Regions from separate parts of the Sus scrofa genome. Here region 2 is linked to region 1. A link is a contact called in public HiChIP or PLAC-seq data. All regions are on one chromosome and are shown on one strand. The core of a region is the stretch at or near the end of the contact, and the rest is flanking DNA. Distances in the headings are between cores, read along the strand shown. Region 1 overlaps COL8A1 (collagen alpha-1(VIII) chain). Region 2 holds the start of CPOX (coproporphyrinogen oxidase).

Region 1 (5,174 bases), core at 1,264-3,763:
ACCTTGAGATGTATAAAATGCCCTGTGAAAATATAATATATAATCATATCTTTGAGCAGGATAAAATCTTAGTAATCCTAAAAAGTGAAATATAGAGCTGTTTTAGGCATTCTTTTTAAGTATGCATGGAGAAATATTTGGTCTGCTAACTTCTTTTATAACAACACTAAAATTTTACTCCAAAGGAAACTCTGAAATGAGTGCCATTTAATCATTAAATCATAGATCCACAGACCAGGAGAGCTAAAAGGGGCCTTCTAGATCATCTCATCCAGTACCAATATTTTGTACATGAGAAAACTAAGAAACAGAAAATTTTTTTCTCAGAAAAAAGTGAAATCACTGAAAAATAGACCAAAGAAACTAGAAATTTCTGGAAGCTTACCCATGAAGGGCTAGGTATTTGAAATCCTATCAGAACTTTATAGTTTGGTTGTGGGCACCCCTTTGCAAGGAAAAACATATACTAATATCGACTAATATTCGTATAAGAAAAACACATTCACAGTGAGTGAATTCTTATAAAGTGAAAGCCAAAGGCACAGTAAGGCCAATGGTTTCAGACCAGATCACTCACTCATCACTCAGCTTCCTTTCTTCAGTGAGTCAAATAATTGAAAGGAACTTTCTTTGCCATTTTTCAGACACAAATCGCCTGTTATTATGAGAAACTGGTTCCACAGTTGCTGATACATCAAAGAATAATGGGACATTCATTCCTAGAGTTAAAAAAGAAAGGATATCAAAATCTTCTTGATTTTATGCTTTTCTGAAAAAATGCTTATGATAAAATTATATGTATTAAAAAACATATTCCTCATCCCCCCAAAATACATACTACACATCACAGAGATCGTCTGGAGTAAATATTAAGTTTCTTTTTCTAAGCTTAAGGCCTGTCTAAGAAATTAACACAGTAACATTTGATTTTAAGGAAAATAGAACAGTGCATGCATTTCTCTTGTCATCTATAAAATAGGAATGAGAGTAGTCGCTCACGAAACTGTTTAAGATTTAAATCAACTAATAATAGGTGTAAAATGCTTAGTATAGTTCCTGGTACATAGTTAACATTCAATAAGTGTCAGATAATTCTTGTAGAGGTAATATTATTATCTAAAATATGATAACACCTCCACACTCTCCCTTCTCCTCAATCAAATCGAAGGCTTAAGATTCCCCTCACTGTTTCATGGGCCCCCACCCTTGTACATGCTGATCCCTCTTTCCAAATGTTCTTTCCCTACTTCTCCTGGTGAACTCATATCCATCAGCCACCTCAGCCCTGTGCCTGACTTACTTGCACTCACCCATTTCCCAGGTTAACATGCCTCTTCTAGCAAATGAGACATGAGTTTTCCACTTGATTCTTCCCTCACTTCCAACACACACACACACACACACACAAACACACACACACACATACACACTGAACATAAAAATGCATCACACTCTATGCATCACACACACATTTTTGTATCCCTATAGAAATGTCTATTGAAATAAATGAGCCAACACCTGTATAAATAAGTGATTTTTTTCTTCTTTGTAAGTAGTTATGAGGTTAGAATGTTATCTAGTGGCCTCAGTTTTAAAGAGGAAGAGGGTGAACAGTGTAGTGGGAAAAGCTGGGGGATACAACTTGGCAGCCTTGGAACCTGGGTTCTACCACAAGACTCACCCTGTGGTCTTCAGTGAGTCATTCAATTCTCTGGACTCACTCGCCTTCTTAGCAAAATGAGTGAATTAGGCAAAATATTCTCTGAACACCCACCCAATGCCAGCATTTATATGATGCTAAACATTGGTCCATCTCAGTGGTTCTCAAACTTTAGCAGGGGTCAGGATCATCAGGTGGGCTTGTGAAAACACCAGTTCCCAGTCAGCAGGTCAGGTCTGAGATGGGCCCAAGAATTTGCTTTTTTAACAAGTTCCTGGTTGATATGAGGCTACTGGGAAGGGGGTGGGGGAGTTACCAAACTTTGAGAATCACTGATTAATCTTCTTAACAGATGATATCCTGCCACTGTCTTGTTGCCATCTGGCAGAGAGCAAATTCACAGTAGGATGGAGGCAGGGAAACCCAGGCCTCAGTGAAGCTACTGTCCACTAAAAAAAATATGCACAACCTAAAAGTTGAGGGTTATGTTTTATTCAGTGAATTAAACTGAGGACTTAGCCAGGTAGGCAGCATCTCAAGTAACCCTGAGAAAACTGCTCGGAGGAGACGAAGGGGGGCCTGGATATATAGGGGTCTTGTAACAAAGAGCAGGCAGTAGGAACAAAAGATTACTGTTAATAACAGAAAACCAGATATCTCAAGTTAAGGAATTTAGCACTTTTCTATGAGAAGATGCAAAGGTCTGGGCTCACTGAAATCATTCCTTTGCTATGTACCTCAACTCTCTGGGCCAATATCCTGTGTTTTCACATCCTTAGTTTCCTCAGGGTGCACCTTAAAGAGTAGCGGCAAGTCTGATGGCTGCTAGAGGGCCAGTATTCTTTGTTTCCTTCCTAAGTTCCCTCAGGAATCACAGGCTAGAGATGGCTACAATCACTCATGACTGTGACATTCATTGTTTACTGACAGGGCAGGCAATTTTTTATTTCTCACTTCCATCAGGAAGATTGGGTGTCTAGGGGTGAGTCCCAAGAGTGGCCACAGAAGGCAGACTGTGCTGACCCAAAATAGTTCTTTTAAAGGCCCACCTTGTGGGAAATGGACTGCCTGAGTTACAGTGCTGCAGAGCCCTGAAAAATTTAAGGGTCGGGCCTTCTGTTAAAGCCTTCTGCTTCTGAAGTCACAGTGGATCACAATTGCCATCTAGTGACCACTTGGAGTTACTGCCTCTAGAGTCTACAAAAAGAAATGATGCTTTCATTTGGAAACTACTTTTTTTTTTACAAAACTGTTCAAGATGAGAACTTCTAAGAACAAGTTTTCATGTACTCTGGGCTTATATATGTGTGTACTTAGGTTCTATGGAAATAAACAGGCATGTATCACGTGCTAGGCACTGTTCTAATACTTAATTTATATTCAGGTATTCACAGCAACCCGATGAGATATATTATTATGCCCACTTTCTAGACAGGAAATGTAACTACAGATGTACAGTGAAACTTGCCTGAGGTTGCCCATCCAGGAGCGTGGTAGAGCTGTCATTGAGCCTAAACAGCTTCTGGAGATATTACTCTAGCCAGCTTCTCTCATGTAAGCAATCTAATAATTGGTACACACGCAGTAGTCCCAGCTTTACCATGTTTTTCTTTTCAACAGTTTTAGTTACTCAGATTTAACCACTATCTGAAAACATTAAAAGGAAAATTCCAGAAATAAACAATTCATAAGTTTTAAATTGTGTGCTGTTCCAAGTAGCATGATAAAGTCTCTTGCCCTCTCACTCCAACCTGCTCAGGACATTAATCATCCCTTTGTCCCATCTGCTAGTCACTTAGGAGCCATCTAGATTATTAGATGGACTGTGGCACTATCTCCGTGCTGTGTCCAAGTAACGCTCACTTTACCAAATAGTGACCTCAAAACCACAGAGTAGTGATGCTAGCCATTCCAATATTTCAAATGGAAACCATAAAGTGCTTCTTTTAAGTGAAAAAGTGAAAGCTCTTGAGTTAATCAGGAAAGAAAAATATCATGTGCTGAGGTTGCTGAGATCTGTGTTTTTACAGCAAATCTTCTATAAATGAAATTGTGAAAGAAAAAGAAACCCATGTTAGTTTGGCTGGCATACCTCAAACAACAAAAATTATGGCTGCAATATGTGATAAGTACTTAATGAAGATGGAAAAGGCATTCACTTTGTACAAAAAGATATTTTGGGAGGAGTTCCTATTGTGGCTCAGTGGTTAATGAATCTGACTAGGAACCAAGAGATTGCAGGTTTGAACCCTGGCTCGCTCAGTGGAATCTGACGTTGCTGTGAGCTGTGGTGTAGGTCGTAGATGTGGCTTGGATCCTGCATTGATTCAGCTCCAATTAGACCCCTAGCCTGGGAACCTCCATATGCTGTGGGTGTGGCCCTAAAAAAGACAAAAAAAAAAAAAAAAGATATTTTGAGAGACCACATTCACATAACTTCCATTACAGTATATTGTTATAATTGTTCTCTTTTATTGTCGTTGATGTTAATCTTTTACCTGTGATAATTTATTAATTAAACCTTATCAAAAGTATGTAAGTATAGGAAAAAATATAGTGTATGTAGGGTTTGGTACATTCACTGAGGTCTTGGAAAGTATCCCCCCCAGGTAAAGAAGAACTACTATCAATAGTTATCAGATATGAGTCTGGAGATTTTTATAAAATATGTACGGAGGCAATGAATTTTTCTATGATTTTTTTCAAATGATATCAGCTCATGGTAATAACTAAAGAAATGTTTCTACCTTCAAAGACATCATCAATGGAAAGAGCACCATCTTGGAGTAAACTTACAACTTACTGTGCAACTTTGGGCAGGTTGCTTATCCTCTCTGGACCTGCCTTTTTTCATCCCTCAAGTCAAAAAAATTAAAATGTAGTTTACATGGCATGAAGTTCTTTAAAGCCAGATTAAATTTTTGAATAACTGCTCAAATTATCTAGTGAATGTGGTCACAGGAGCAAGTAGGGAGATAATGGGCAATAAGCATATTGGTTTTTCTCAAATTGTCCTGCACATGGAAAAGGAGACAGAACAACAGATTTGACCTCCTGGTCTATTATGCAGAAGTGTTCGTGACAGTAACAACACTCACGGCATATGAGCTCTTCCATAAAGAGCCCAACCAGGGAGATCTATGTTTCACTTCTCTTCCTGGATTCTGCACTTGAACTGTGCCCAGACCTCTGCTCCTTTGCATGTTCCTTCCTTCCAAGAGTCCTCACCAAAGGACCTCTGCAGAAAAGTCAGATCTTTGCTGATGGATTGAGGTCCTACCCACCTCCCTTACTCCAGACTTCTTTTATCAGACATTTCCTTCCATTTAAAAACCTGGTTTCTGCTAATCCTTTTAACTCCTGTCTAAGGCTTCTCAGTTGCCAAACCATTTGTAGCCTCAAAAAACCAAACACTACAAGATGGTCATTAAACCCAAATACTAGTGGTTTCTTTGTACATATATATATATATATATATATAACATGATATATATATAACATGATAAAATCTGCT
Region 2 (5,174 bases), core at 1,383-3,882, 1.1 Mb before region 1:
AGTTTACCTTCAAATAACACTGTCCAGAATGGCATTGACTGGATAAGAGAAAAAGTTAAGATTAAAAACAGGAATGAGGAGTTCCCGTCATGGCTTAGTAGCTAACGAATCCAACTAGGAACCATGAGGTTTCAGTTCAATCCCTGGCCTTGCTCAGTGGGTTAAGGATCCGGCGTTGCCATGAGCTGTGGTGTAGGTCACAGATACTGTTCGGATCTGGCGTTGCTGTGGCTCTGGCGTAGGTCGGTGGCAACAGCTCCGATTAAACCCCTTGCCTGGGAACCTCCATATGCCATGTGTGAGGCCCTAAAAAAAAGTCAAATAAATAAATAAATAAAATAAAAACAGGAATGAGTATATCTGAAGGGAGTTTTGTTTTTACCAAATTTAGGAGCACCATATTGTTTCAAATGTTTTTTTTTTTTTCTCAGTGTGCTCCTTTGCCTTTTAATTTTGTTTACAGGTAATTAAAAAACAGTAAATATTTGAATGCTTAAGGGGTTCAGAAGCTTAAACTGAGTGAGACACACATTAACATTTAAGTATCTGCACTTTAGATGATTGTTTGTTTTTTAAGACATTAGAGTTAGCACAAGAGCAGTTGTTTCATGAAACTTCATGTCTGGCTTATTTTATTTCTAAGAATTTTTAGAGCTGGATGGGACATAAGATGATCCAGTACAACACCTGTATATTTCAAATGAGAAAACAGGCACCAAAAAGCAAAACACCTCCAAAAACACACAGCTAGCAAGTGGCCCAAACTATTGTCTCAATGCATTCTAAGTGTCAAACAATTTTCAGTACTTCACATATATTCATCTTATTTTATTCCTAGAATACATTTATGCATTATTCATAATCTCATTTCATAGATGAGGAAACAGGCACAAAAAAAGTAACTGCTGAAGGTCACACAGCTAGTCTAGTATTTACAGTTGTGAATTGGTTCAACAGTCTTAAAAATATTACAAAATGGAAAACCAGATTTAATTTCATTTAAAATAAATGTTTGGGGAGTTCCCATTGTGGCTCAGCATTAACAAACCCAACTAGTATCCATGAAGATGCGGGTTCAATCTCTGGCCTTGCTCAGTGGGTTAAGGATCCGGCATTGCCATGAGCTGTGGGGTAGGTTGAAGACTCGGGTCAGATTCCACATTGCTGCAGCTGAGGTGTAAACCAGCAGTGGCAGCTCCGATTCAACCTCTAGCCTGGGAACCTCCATATGCCACAGGTGCAGCCCTAAAAAGCAAAAAAAAATAAAATAATAAAATAAATGTGGCATATCACAGCCCAAAATCAGCTAATGAGAAGTTGTTGTTAGTATTCCCAGGTAAGAAGAATCAGAAATACTTTAAATTTATGACCAAGATGTAGGGTTCCACTGCATAGGCAATAACATGGTCATGAATATAGGACTCTGTAAAAACTTGGTTTTAATACTGAAGTATTTTGCCAGTGGAGGTAAAGATTTTCCTGGCAGGCAATCTGATGGCGCATCTGGCAGAACTACTGACAAGCTGAATCAAATACTTCTTGCACAACCTGGGGAAAGGACATAAGGACACAGTAACTCCCTCAGCTGGAGGAGACCAGAGACCGGCTTACACTTAGTAAAGAGGAGCTAGCTTTTTTTTTTTTTTTCCCAGCTCCAAAGGAGATAGGGTAAACGCACCCAGAGAAGCAGATGAAATGTGAAAAAAAATCTATGCTCAATTACAACCTAGGACATCCAAGTTTGTTGGCTAAAAGCGACCTACTGATTTCTACGGAAAATGCCATTATAAAATTGAGAAGATTTAAAAAATGTCCAGTACTAGAGTGACAGCCGATCTAGGTCCACAAATCCAAGCTGAGGGCTGATGACCCTGTCAGTGTCAGTCTTTTTAACTGTGTCCCTTTTAACCCAGCAAAGGCTGTTACAGGTACCCTTTCCTTACTTCCATCCCCTATTCTGAGTCATTTACTACCAGCCTGACCTCTTTTCCCTATCTCCACCTCCCTCTAGGGGCCGACCTCCTCACCTTCTTTCCTCTCCCACCGATCCACAGAGAAGCGGGCACCCCCATCCACCTGTGCCAACGCCTGGCACACCTGGGCCTGGGTCTCCAGTATCAACAGCTCCATCTTGGTTTTCATGTCCTCCGGCCTAGTCCGCAGCTCGCTCAGGTCAGTCACAGGCGGGGCCATGAAGCAGCTGCAGCGGCGGGCTAGTTCGTCGTCGTCTTCCTCCGGTTTCCCGGGCAAGGTGCTCGGCGTCCCCGAGCTCTTGCGCACCATCTCCGCACGCTCCACCTGCCCGAAGGCGGCAGCGGCCAGCCCTGCCAGCCCCGCTAGCCCCGCCGCCACCCCGGTCCTCAGCCGGGGGCTGCCTCCCGTCGTGGGGCCGTGCCCCAGCCCGCGGCTCTGCTGGGGGCAAGTGGTGCCAGGCGGCCGGCAGAGGCGTCCCACAGCATAGCGCCGGGACCAAGCGCTTAGCTCTCCGCAGCCGGCACGCGCCGCACGCCAGCAGGGGCCCGCGCTCAGCCCGCCCAAGTGCATAGCCCCGCTCCCGCGCTGTCACCCCGGACAGTGCCCGCCTCCCAGAGAGCGGCCCTTGTGCTCCCTGGGGTCCTAAAGAGCGAGCAGCGCCGGGTGAAGGAACTTTTGCGGGAGAAGAGCTACTACCGGGTCGGCTTGCCAGCGGCAGGCGGGAGGCGGGGGATGCCGGGAGCTGTAGTTCTGTCTCCTATCGCCGCCTGCAGGGGCGCACCCGGGAGATAAAAGAATCCACCGCCGCCAGAAGGGCGGGTCCCACGGGAAGAGAACCGGGTGGCGGTGGTAGGAGAGGGCCGTGGAAGCGCTGGAAGAGATAAAAGAAGCCTTCTTGTCACGTACAACCTCTGGTCTGTGGTTCAGCCAGCCACAGGGAGAAGGCAAAGTAGGGCTGGACGGACTGAGGACTAACCTGGGCAGAAATATGCCCAGAGACTCCTGCCCTGACTTACAACTTTTAAACAGCATTGCAAATTCTGGTTCTTTTTATGTATAGAAGGTCCCGGATCCAGTCCTCTAAATCTTCTAAAATTGGTAGGATTGGTGGGGGCGGAGCCTGGGAAACTCCTAACCTATGGGCTAGTTTTTCAAAGGAGTCAGAAAAGCTAATGAAAATGGTCCTAAGAAAATCCTAGGAAAAGATTTTCTGCGATCAACACCATAGCACATTTCTATCATTAAAATCTTCCCAGGCCTTGCTCCTACAGTGTACAATTGATTGTTCTAGCAATAGGAAAAGCAAAAGTGTTTTTCTAAACCAGCATAAAACTCATGACCTGTTGTATTTGGGTGATCGAGGAATAAGAAACTTTAAAATATTTATCATCCTGCAGTTGTAGGGTGCTGCCAAATATATCTCACGTTTAATACTCCCAATAACTCCTGTAAACTAGGCAGGACACACTCCTCCTTATTCCCCAAAACACATGAGCGCAGGCGCGCGCGCACACGCACGCGCACACACACACACACATGCTTTTAAAGAAATGAGAAACGAAGCTAACATAGATTTCATAGTTGTTGTTGTTTTTTTCCCCTGTAACCGTACCACAGTTCCATGTTGTCTGCATATGAGTGTAAGAACAATTGTCATGGGCTCCTTTGTCCCTTAAATCTCCAGGATGATTTTCATTTCAAGCAGCAGATAATTATTTAAGCCACCAGTGGTAGTTTCTACAAGCTTTTTCTTAGTGGCTAGATGTAATTATGGAACTTCCATGGCTACATGTTTGACCAGTTGTTTAGGGCAGTGTATTTTATCCAATTACAGCAGCATCTGGCAGCTCTCACATGGGAGCAGAGTGTTAGCTGGGTGGGCAAGCCTAACTCTCTAGAGATTCAGTAAATGGTAAAAGCTTAGATTAAGAAGTGATTAAACTGCTTTGGAGGATGCTTTACCTGTGAGACTGAGTTGGCAAAGGAAATATAAAAACTACCATTCTAGAATGTGGCCACTGCAAGGAATGTGGGGACTGAGTGAGCACTAAGAGGGGACCAAACCCAGCCCAGAAGCCTGGCAGTTCCTTTGGCAGGGGAGACACCAGAACTGAGCAACCTGGAGAAGGTTCAGCCTTCAACAAAGTGAGGGAGGGTCTGGGAGTTCTTTGGGAGAGGAATAAAGAAACATTAAGTAGGGGAAGAAAAAGGAGTTCCCTTTGTGACTCAAGGGGCTGAGAACCTGATATAGTGTCTGTGAGGATGTGAGTTGGATCCCTGGCCTCCCTCGGTAGTTAAGTATCCGTCATTGCCACAAGCAACATAGGCTATAGATGTGGCTCAGATATCTTGTTACTGTGGCTGTGGCATAGGCCAGCAGCTGTAGCTGTGATTTGACCCCTGGTCTAGGAACTTCCATATGCTGCAGAGGCGACTGAAGAAAGAGAAAAGGAAGGAAGGAAGAAGGAAGGGAGGGAAGGAGAGGAAGAAAGAAAGAATGTTAGTTGAGCATCAACCCTTCTTGACTAATCTAGACCATTGAAAAGAATACCTGGAGTTCCCACCATCATGGCTCAGCAGTTACCGAACCCTACTAGCATCCATAAGATTGCGGGTTCAGTCCTTGGCCTCGCTCAGTGAGTTAAGGATCCGGCATTGCCCTGAGCTGTGGCGTAGGTTGCAGACACAGCTGGGATCTGGCGTTGTGTGGTTGTGGTATAGGCTGGTGGCTACAGCTCGGATTTTATCCCTGGCCTGGGAGCCTCCATATGTCATGAGTGTGGCCCTAAAAAGATGAATGAAAGAAAGAAAGAAAGAAAGAAAGAAAGAAAGGAAGGAAGGAAGGAAGGAAGGAAGGAAGGAAGGAAGGAAGGAAGGAAGGAAGGAAAAAGAAAGAGAGAGGAAAGAAAACCTCAAGGTATAAGAGAGGAGATGAAGGGCAGGTGATGTTTGTGTTCAGAGAAGAGAGATACACAGGGCAGCTGGGGGCCTCAACTCCAGCAGGGATACCCTCGCTGCATCCTGGGTCCAAGGCCTGTGCACCTGCCCACAATCACTTGGTCACTCCTAATTCTATTCCTGCCAACCTTTCTCTACCTTGCCAACCTCGTGTGCCTTTCCCCTGAGTTTGCCCCTACCTAAACACTTGTCCCACAGACAACATGTCTGTCTGCCCCCCTATACCTTGAGCTTCATGAGAT

The links. HiChIP or PLAC-seq counts read pairs in DNA pulled down with a chosen protein or histone mark.
Region 2: an H3K27ac HiChIP or PLAC-seq map of skeletal muscle shows a contact between it and region 1, with 6 times the contacts expected there. The contact joins the promoter of CPOX here to the enhancer-like site in region 1. A contact is called at or near these places in 2 of 5 promoter capture datasets (fetal skeletal muscle and liver), 5 of 47 Hi-C or Micro-C datasets (alveolar macrophages, embryonic fibroblasts, epiblast stem cells and 2 more) and 1 of 2 datasets of contacts at active chromatin or transcription factors (skeletal muscle).

The regions. Positions count from the first base shown.
Region 1 is chr13:159,266,965-159,272,138 of Sscrofa11.1, reverse strand. The region is part of intron 2 of COL8A1 (collagen alpha-1(VIII) chain); the gene reads left to right. Among named protein-coding and RNA genes, the nearest start is that of CMSS1, 77 kb to the right of the region's middle. Within about 2 kb of position 2,513, at least 9 of the 83 cell types and tissues checked have an H3K27ac peak or open chromatin away from gene starts, as enhancers often do. A contact at or near this core is called in skeletal muscle, where this site is marked.
Region 2 is chr13:160,329,894-160,335,067 of Sscrofa11.1, reverse strand. CPOX (coproporphyrinogen oxidase) reads right to left here and starts at 2,632. Exons shown (of 7, transcript NM_001243844.1): 1 at 2,028-2,632. The coding sequence starts at 2,544.